Regions from separate parts of the Zea mays genome. Here region 2 is linked to region 1. A link is a contact called in public Hi-C data. All regions are on one chromosome and are shown on one strand. The core of a region is the stretch at or near the end of the contact, and the rest is flanking DNA. Distances in the headings are between cores, read along the strand shown.

What was found. Hi-C and Micro-C count contacts between places; a contact is called where the count stands out from the background.
Region 2: a contact with region 1 is called in a Hi-C map of leaf, with 5 times the contacts expected there. The contact joins two enhancer-like sites. A contact is called at or near these places in 2 of 25 Hi-C or Micro-C datasets (ear and leaf).

The regions. Positions count from the first base shown.
Region 1 is chr4:16,591,658-16,595,524 of Zm-B73-REFERENCE-NAM-5.0, forward strand. No RefSeq gene overlaps it. Among protein-coding and RNA genes, the nearest start is that of LOC100277581, 14 kb to the right of the region's middle. Within about 2 kb of position 1,719, at least 17 of the 20 cell types and tissues checked have an H3K27ac peak or open chromatin away from gene starts, as enhancers often do. A contact at or near this core is called in ear and leaf, where this site is marked.
Region 2 is chr4:16,846,469-16,850,335 of Zm-B73-REFERENCE-NAM-5.0, forward strand. No RefSeq gene overlaps it. Among protein-coding and RNA genes, the nearest start is that of LOC100216925, 64 kb to the right of the region's middle. Within about 2 kb of position 1,788, at least 18 of the 20 cell types and tissues checked have an H3K27ac peak or open chromatin away from gene starts, as enhancers often do. A contact at or near this core is called in ear and leaf, where this site is marked.

The DNA of each region.
Region 1 (3,867 bases), core at 469-2,968:
CAACAGGAGGAGATCCCTCCAACAACCTTGCATATCCCAATAGCATTCTCCCCCAAGACGGCACATGTTGCTCCACACAACTGCTCATTGCAATTGTTAGATGTGGAGCATTGTTCCCCTCCTAAGAGGGCACGACCACCTTGGCTTGCTGGCATGGTCGAAGCAAGAAGAGCTAATAATATTGGAACAACGAGAACAACAAGAGTCTTCTTAGAGAACGCCATGAAGCTCTAGGGATGGCTTTTTTCAAGTAGAGGATACTTAGTTCCTTGATGACGCTTGTATGCTTTCTGTTTTTTTGCACGTATAGAATTGAGTCTCCCTATTGTTGTGGGGCTATGATTATATAGACTTGAGCAATAACAAATTAACCATGAGCAATCAATTTCTGCTATTTTACTTAGAGATATCATATCTTTTGTTTTTACTTGTAGTAGCAATATCATCTAATATATATTACCCACTCAATTTTTATGTTAATGACAATGCTATTTAGATCAAATCTATACAATTAAAGGTTTTTATTGGCATTTACAAAAAAATTACCTAAAAATGCCATACCTATTTTGATCTTTGTCTATCATGTTTTAATGATATAGATTCATTACATATTAATCTGGCACTCAAATGCACTTATTATCTACCAAAGCACCATATCAATTTTGATTATCGAGAATACTGTATTGACCAAAATTAGCAACACATTATTATGATTTAATTGTCTATTTGGATCCAGCCAATTAGCAATTATTAGGTTCTAGAATTTGAGTGTGGTGGAGCCTTATACATCTGGCTATTAGGTTAGTGTTGGTCTCTTGTTCTCAAATACTGTGAATCAAGAACAAGGCAACATAATTGTTAAAGATTAGAGACCTTCGTCCTCCAAGGCATCATCTCCTTTCAGATATAATGATCTTCAGACGAAGGTCATGAAGGACGCACCTTCAGCTTGTTCGAAGGTGTTGACGCGAGAGCGATTACAATCCAGCGTGAAGAGTATGGGACGCAGCCCGGGTACAATTACATTTATAACCCCAATATGTACACATAATCACAACATAAACCATCACGGATTAACTAGCCTTTTTCTCTTTGGCTCGGCATCATGCTTTCACCTTTGTCGCCACCCGTAACACCATGAATTTGGGGGTATAAAATTTCTTTTCTAATATCCACCAAATTCAGGTGTTACTCTCTCCTTTAGCGCTTTTCTTCTCTTTTTTATAAATAATGGAGAGTTATTTTATACAAGTTTTTAGTGTAGTAAAATGAAACCCTAAAAGAGTTTTGATTATTGCATCATGCTGGAGCAACCATTTTTTTGATGATGATTGTGCTTTATTGTGCATTCGTCTAGATTCATAAGGCATCGTATATTTTAAATTCAAAACATAAAGCAATTTTAAATAGAAAGGGAAGAAGAGAAATAGACAAAGAAAAGAAGAGGAACATAAAAGAAAAAGCCCAGAATTCTTTCCCCTTCATTTTCCCCAATCGTGGCCCGTTCCCCCTTCCTGGGTCACTCGGCCACCCCGGCCCACGTGCCTTCGCCTCCCCCCTGCATCTTGCTCGCACTCCTAGGCCACTGCGCGCGTCCACGGCCCAGTTCCCCCGCATCCCTGGCTTGCTCTCGCAGCTCGCGTGGCCGGCCCACCCCGCGCGGCCCACGTGCCTTCATCCCTTCAGCCTGCCCCGCACCGGCCCAAGCCCCTCTCCCGCTTCCATTCGGCCCAGCTGACTTGGGCCGCGGTGCCACGCGCCAGCGCACTCTAGACGCTCACGCTCCTGTGCCCCAGCGGCCCGCGCGCGCGTGGGCAACGCCCAGCCGAGCGTCGCTGGCCTAGTGCCGCTGCAATTTGGCCCCACCTGTCATCTCTTTCAACTACCTCCTCCTTTTTCTCAGCTGTGCACGTGCCTATGTCTGCTAGATCCGTCAACGTCGCGGTGATTTCGCAACAGTAGTTCACGCCCATCTCATTGGCCCCGTTCTTCCCTCTCTTGCGCAGCCACGACATCTCGCCGGCCCTCCCTGTTGCGCGCGGCTCGCCCATGCAGCCCGAGCTCCCGTCTGTGCGCGGCCTGCGCAGCTGTTGCGCATGACTCGGCCGTGCAGCTTGCAGGTGCAGCCGTTGCGCGCGGCCCTGCGTGCCCGGCGCGGCCTGCTTCGTGCGACTCATGCGGCCAGCGTGGCGCGCAGCCGGCGCGGCTCGCTTGGTGCACCTGGCGCGCACGTCAGCGCGACCCGCTGCTCGCAGCCAGGCTGTGCTCCGGCGCGGCCCGTGCGTGTGCCCCCAGCGCGGCCTCGCGGTCGCGTCCGGCGCGACCCTTCCGTGTGCCCCCGTCGTGGCCTCACGCTCGCGTCCGGTGCGGCCCGTGTGTGTGCCCTCGGCACGGCCTGCATGTGGTTGGCGTGCCCGCGACTCGCTTGCGCATGCCCGGCGCAACCTCGTGCGCATCCTGCGTGACCCCAGTGTGTTGTCATTGCCATCGTCGTTCATGCCCGCAGCAGCACCGGCGTAATCTGCGCGGCGTAGCGGCAGCCTCGCCATCGCTTCGCGTCGTGCGCGCAGCACGTCCTCGTGCTTCGCCACAAGCTCGTCCGGACGTCCGCCGTCGTCGCGGGGTGAGCATCGTCTACGCGTTAGTAACATCGTTTTGCCATGTCTCATGTTTTAAATAATTAATTATGTTTTTGTTTAACTAACGTCGATTAATTAGACTTTTCAATTAAACTAATTTATAGTTTTTAAGTTGCGCTTTATAAATGCACGTCGACGTGATTAATATTAACTCAAACGTTCTGCCCTAATGTTCATTTAATATAAACACGACGTTTATTTAGTTTATCTCGCATGTCGCGCACGCGGTTTTGCACGTGGTTACGTGCTGATCCGTGTGTCGTTCGCGCACGTCGTCGCGTTGGTTCGCGCGTGTCGCGCGATGTCGTGCGCTTCGTTTCGCACAGTGTCACGTGTTGTCACACATCATTCGTGTGGGTCACGCGTTGTTCACGCACGCTGTTCGCACGTGTGGCGCTCGCCGTCAGCGTGTTTGTTCGCGTGTCCGTTCCATGTGTTACTCGCGTGTTGTTGCGTGCGTGGTCACGCGTCGTTCGTGCGTGTCGCACATGCTGTTTCACATGTGTCGCGCGACGTCTGCACGTGGTAATAAATTGTTTTTCGCTTATAAAGACTCATGTTAATAACGTTAATTCGTCAGGCCATATATTTTAGATACTTAACTTAAGGTTCGCTCCACTAATATTTATTAGATTAATATTCTAATTAGATTAAATGTGTAGTGTTTAACTTGGGCTTTTATAATAAATATTAACATGACTAATATTAATTTAACTACTTTCTATTTAGTTAACACTTGTTTAGTATAAACATGTCACCGATTTAGTTTTTCTCGCATGTCGCGCGTGTTGTTCAGCACGCGGTGGCGTGCTACTTCGCGCGTCATTTGCGCTGGTCGCACGTGCTGTTTCGTGTGTCGTTAGCATGTTATGTCGTGCATGTCCGCGCGTCGTTCTATACGCTGTCGTGTTGTTTCGTGTATCGTAAATTCGCCTCGCGTAGAATCTCTCGTGTTAATTAAATTACTTATTTAACTGATAGCTGTTAGTGTAACAGATTAATCGAAACTAAATGGTAGAGATTATTTATAATTGATAATGTCGAATTAAATGTTATAGTTAATATTTGTTTAACGTAAACGCGATAACTTCTCGACTGTAGCTTGACCGTCGTGTTTCTTATCCTCGCATAACCGTAGAAGCACTCTCTATTTTATATTGCTTGTTTTTATGATGTTTTATCTTGTATGGTGTAATGTTCTTATGCATATGTATATGTTTGTTTGCTT
Region 2 (3,867 bases), core at 538-3,037, 250 kb after region 1:
ACCTGACGAACGGTCCTTGCACCCCAACATGCTGCACTCTTCTCTGTGCTTCCTTCTTCTGCTTCTTGTTGGCTGACTCTGAACTTGAACCACCCATGATTGGGAGCTCCAGCTTCGTAACCAAAGGTGCTACAACTTCGTTGTTAAACGAAGCCATCAGCTCAACAGTGGAAGTGAGTTCACCATAGGTGGGCGCCAATGTTGGAGACTTGTTCTCAAATGCTATGAGTTAAGAACAAGACAACACAAAATGTTAATGGTTAAAGACCTTCATCCTTCGAAGCATTATCTCTCTAAGGATATAATGATCTTCAGACGAAGGTTATGAAGGACATACCTTCATCATCTCAGCATATAATAATGAAAGTAGAGAAGCATATGAAACATGGAAGATAATATGAGCAATTATCTTGAATTGTATTTTCATTATCTCATCATGTACAAAAATTAATAATAATGAATTACATTTATACCTTCGCCTTGATAGAAGGTATAAGTCCAAGAGTGACGTGCGAGTGAATACCAGTCAGCGTGAATAGTACTGGAGTACTGTTCATCTATTTATAGGCACGGGACGCAGCCCGGACAAAATTACATTTGTATCCTCGATAACTAATCATAACCAAAACACAAATCAACAAGGACTAAACAGTCTTTTACTCTTTAAGTCGGTGCTGCCCTTCGTCTCAAGGCGTTGTCATGCCGAAGCTCTCTGAATTATAGCTTCGACTTGTACCCTCGTGTTGTGTTAGTTTGCATATCCAACAGACCACAAGCCTGCCCAACTCTCCCTTTACTCCTTCACCGCTTTGGTCGACCAAGTCGGTTCCCATGCTCGACCCACACCGCGCGTGCCAGGACACCGCCACGCGGGACTCGCCTGGTCAGCGAGGGCCTTCACTCGCGCGCGACCGCGTATCACTGCCTGGTGGGGCCGCCGCGTCAGGACTTCCTTCAACCTCCTCGCACCGAGCTTGTCGCGCGGACATCGCGAACTAAAGTCCTACAAATTCGGTTAGTTGGGACCCTCCGTGATCCTCGCTAGCCCTCGCCATGTACTATAAAACTTGGCCCCTGCCTCCCCATCTCGACCTGCCTTGCTAACCACACCAACAAATTAAAATGACCAAGAAGGATGTTGGCGAGCGCCGTCGCGGTCGGATCCTACCTTGGCCGCCGGTCTGGCCTCGGGAGGAGAACGTGAGATCACGGAGCCAGGAGGGTCGAAGATGTGATGTGGAATGGCTAGTATTGCTCTCCAGCGATCACCATGGCCGCGGTGCCGCACTCCGTCATGGCCAGTAATATCCGTACTGCAATTTACGGTAATAATTCCATCCCTAGGATCAGTTTCTTCTTAGCTTTGATTAGCATCAGTCCATGCGAGTTTTTAGGCTCAGGGCGGTCGGATTATGGGGGCGCCGGTGTGTCCTCCGTCGTGGAATCAAGCGGCGCCACCGAACACTAGATCAAAGGGAGACGAGTGTGTGGTAGTCATCGATCCGTGGATGGATGCAAATGATTGGAATGGGGACACCTTGAATATGGGCCGTAGATCGGCTGGTGGACGACTCTGATTAGTGGTAACGTACCGATTCTATTGAGAAAATCTAAATCCATGATCTAAATCTAAACGGGCAGGATGAGATCTCAGGTTCATAAAATCCGAGCCATGGATTTTTGATCCTACGACCGTCACTTCTTATTGTTCGGATAAAGAGTAGTTTAATCATGGCCGATGAGATCCGATCGGACGGCTCAGCGCGCCCCATCCCCTTCGGCCTCGGAATAGTGCAAAAGAGCCCCTCCATTTATCTCTATTTCACTCGCAATCCACTACTATACAAAGACCATTACACATATGTCCGCATCTTTGCAGAATTGACCCTAGGCTGTTTGGAACCTCAACCCATTGTCCTGGGGTAACAGCTTTACACCCGAGCCCTCCCATTTACACTAGTAATTACATTCAAGTCCCGATTTTCTCACAAACAGATCCCTGAATATAGATTTCTAATACAAAATCAATCCAAATCTTATTAAATTCATATCTTTTGCGTTGTAGCTCCGATTTAATTCATTTAAATTGTGTTGGCGCCGTAATAAAATTACCTACACTATAACAACAATATCTTTATCATATTATACAATTTTATAATTATATATTTATTTAGCCTATGTTTAGTGGAGTAATCTTGCTTAATCTTTCCATAATTATAATCTGACTAAGATATGATCTCTACTCAAGTTATAATTTGGATTAAAGCTGAATTAGTTATTTCTTTAGATTATATTTCTCACATGATTTATAAAATGAACGTAAGACCTAGTTTTAATTGTTTAATCACGTAGGTCTTTCGAAAACCAAATCTTTTTTTTATCGTAACTCCGATTTTTGTAATTCTCGAATCTACAATCTTGTAGCAATGCGTAGAATATTATTACATTTTTTGTTCATATGTTTTGATGTAATTTTATTTTTACCTAGTCTTTGCCTCTCTATATGTATTGCTACGATAGAAGCGAGGTTGCGATGCACCTACATTCTACATTGGAGAAGTACCTGGAGTTGCACCAAATAGGCAAGTTGTGCCCTTGATCACTCTTCTTTACCTAATAATGTTTCTATTAATCACTGTGACATGCTCAGTTTGATTTGATGGGACCTAATAGGTTTCACTTGTTTTGTTTACCCCACACCTTGCAAACAAATGAACTATTGGGTAGACATGCTATTGCTCTACCTGGTTTTGGGATTAATGTTATACTGAATTATGATCATGTTCCATTAATATTGTTTGTTTAATTATTGTTCATGATAAGATTATTATGTTAAGTGGAACATGGAGCGACCATCCAGGAAAACAGTGCTACCACAAGGGTGGAATGGGACACCCTTGGCTGAATAATTAGGAAAGCTAGTGTGAGTTAATCCTTTCCTAAAAGGGGCAAGCGGGGTGGAGGAGTGCAGGTGTAGGGAGGTCTTCGAGTCGAACTGTATTTTTAGCTTTCTGAACGAGGGATTCCTACATCGCCTTCGGCCTGGAATCCATAGTGGGTTCTCTCCTTTAGTGGAACTTTGTAAAGGCCTCCTAGTGGATCCCTAGTCATTCACCTCGGAAGTGTCTAAGGGTCTAGCTAACCCTGGCTAATCGGGAAACACGTCTTGTGGGTAAATATGTGCAACCTCTGTAGAGTGTAAAATTGATATATCAGTCGTGCTCACGGTCATGAGCAGCTCGGGCCCTCACATGAGTGATTTATGGAATTAAACTTAATCTGTCATTTGCATTGCATTACAGGATTATTATTAATTTTGATCTCTTATTTATTTGGGATGGTATCTACTTACCCTTAGTAAATGCAAATAAATTTTGACCAACTTTAAAAGCAATGCTCAGCTTTATTCATCTTCTTTGATAAGCCTTACACTTCACATGAGCCCCCACCGTAAGTGAGCTCATGCACATTATTCCCCACAACTTGTTGAGTGATGAATATATGTGAGCTCACTCTTGTTGTACTCATGCCCCCAGGTCAAGGACAGGTACCGCCAAGATGTGGAGCATGAAGGATGTCGCGATGAGTTCATGAGAGGTCTAGGCCGTCGTCTCCAAGTCAACTATGGTTGCAGAGGATCGTTGTCTTCGTATGATGTAATTATTTAGCTATTTTGTACAAAACTCCTATTATATAGTAAAGATGGAACATTCGTTTCAGTACCATAAGTCATCATATGTGTGAGACTTGATCCTAGCACACATGTGATTCGCGCCTGGGTTTGCCCTTAAATCCGGGTGTGAAAACCATGTTAATAATGAATTAATTGAGGTTCAAACAGTTAAGGTTATCGGTTAATTTTCTAAC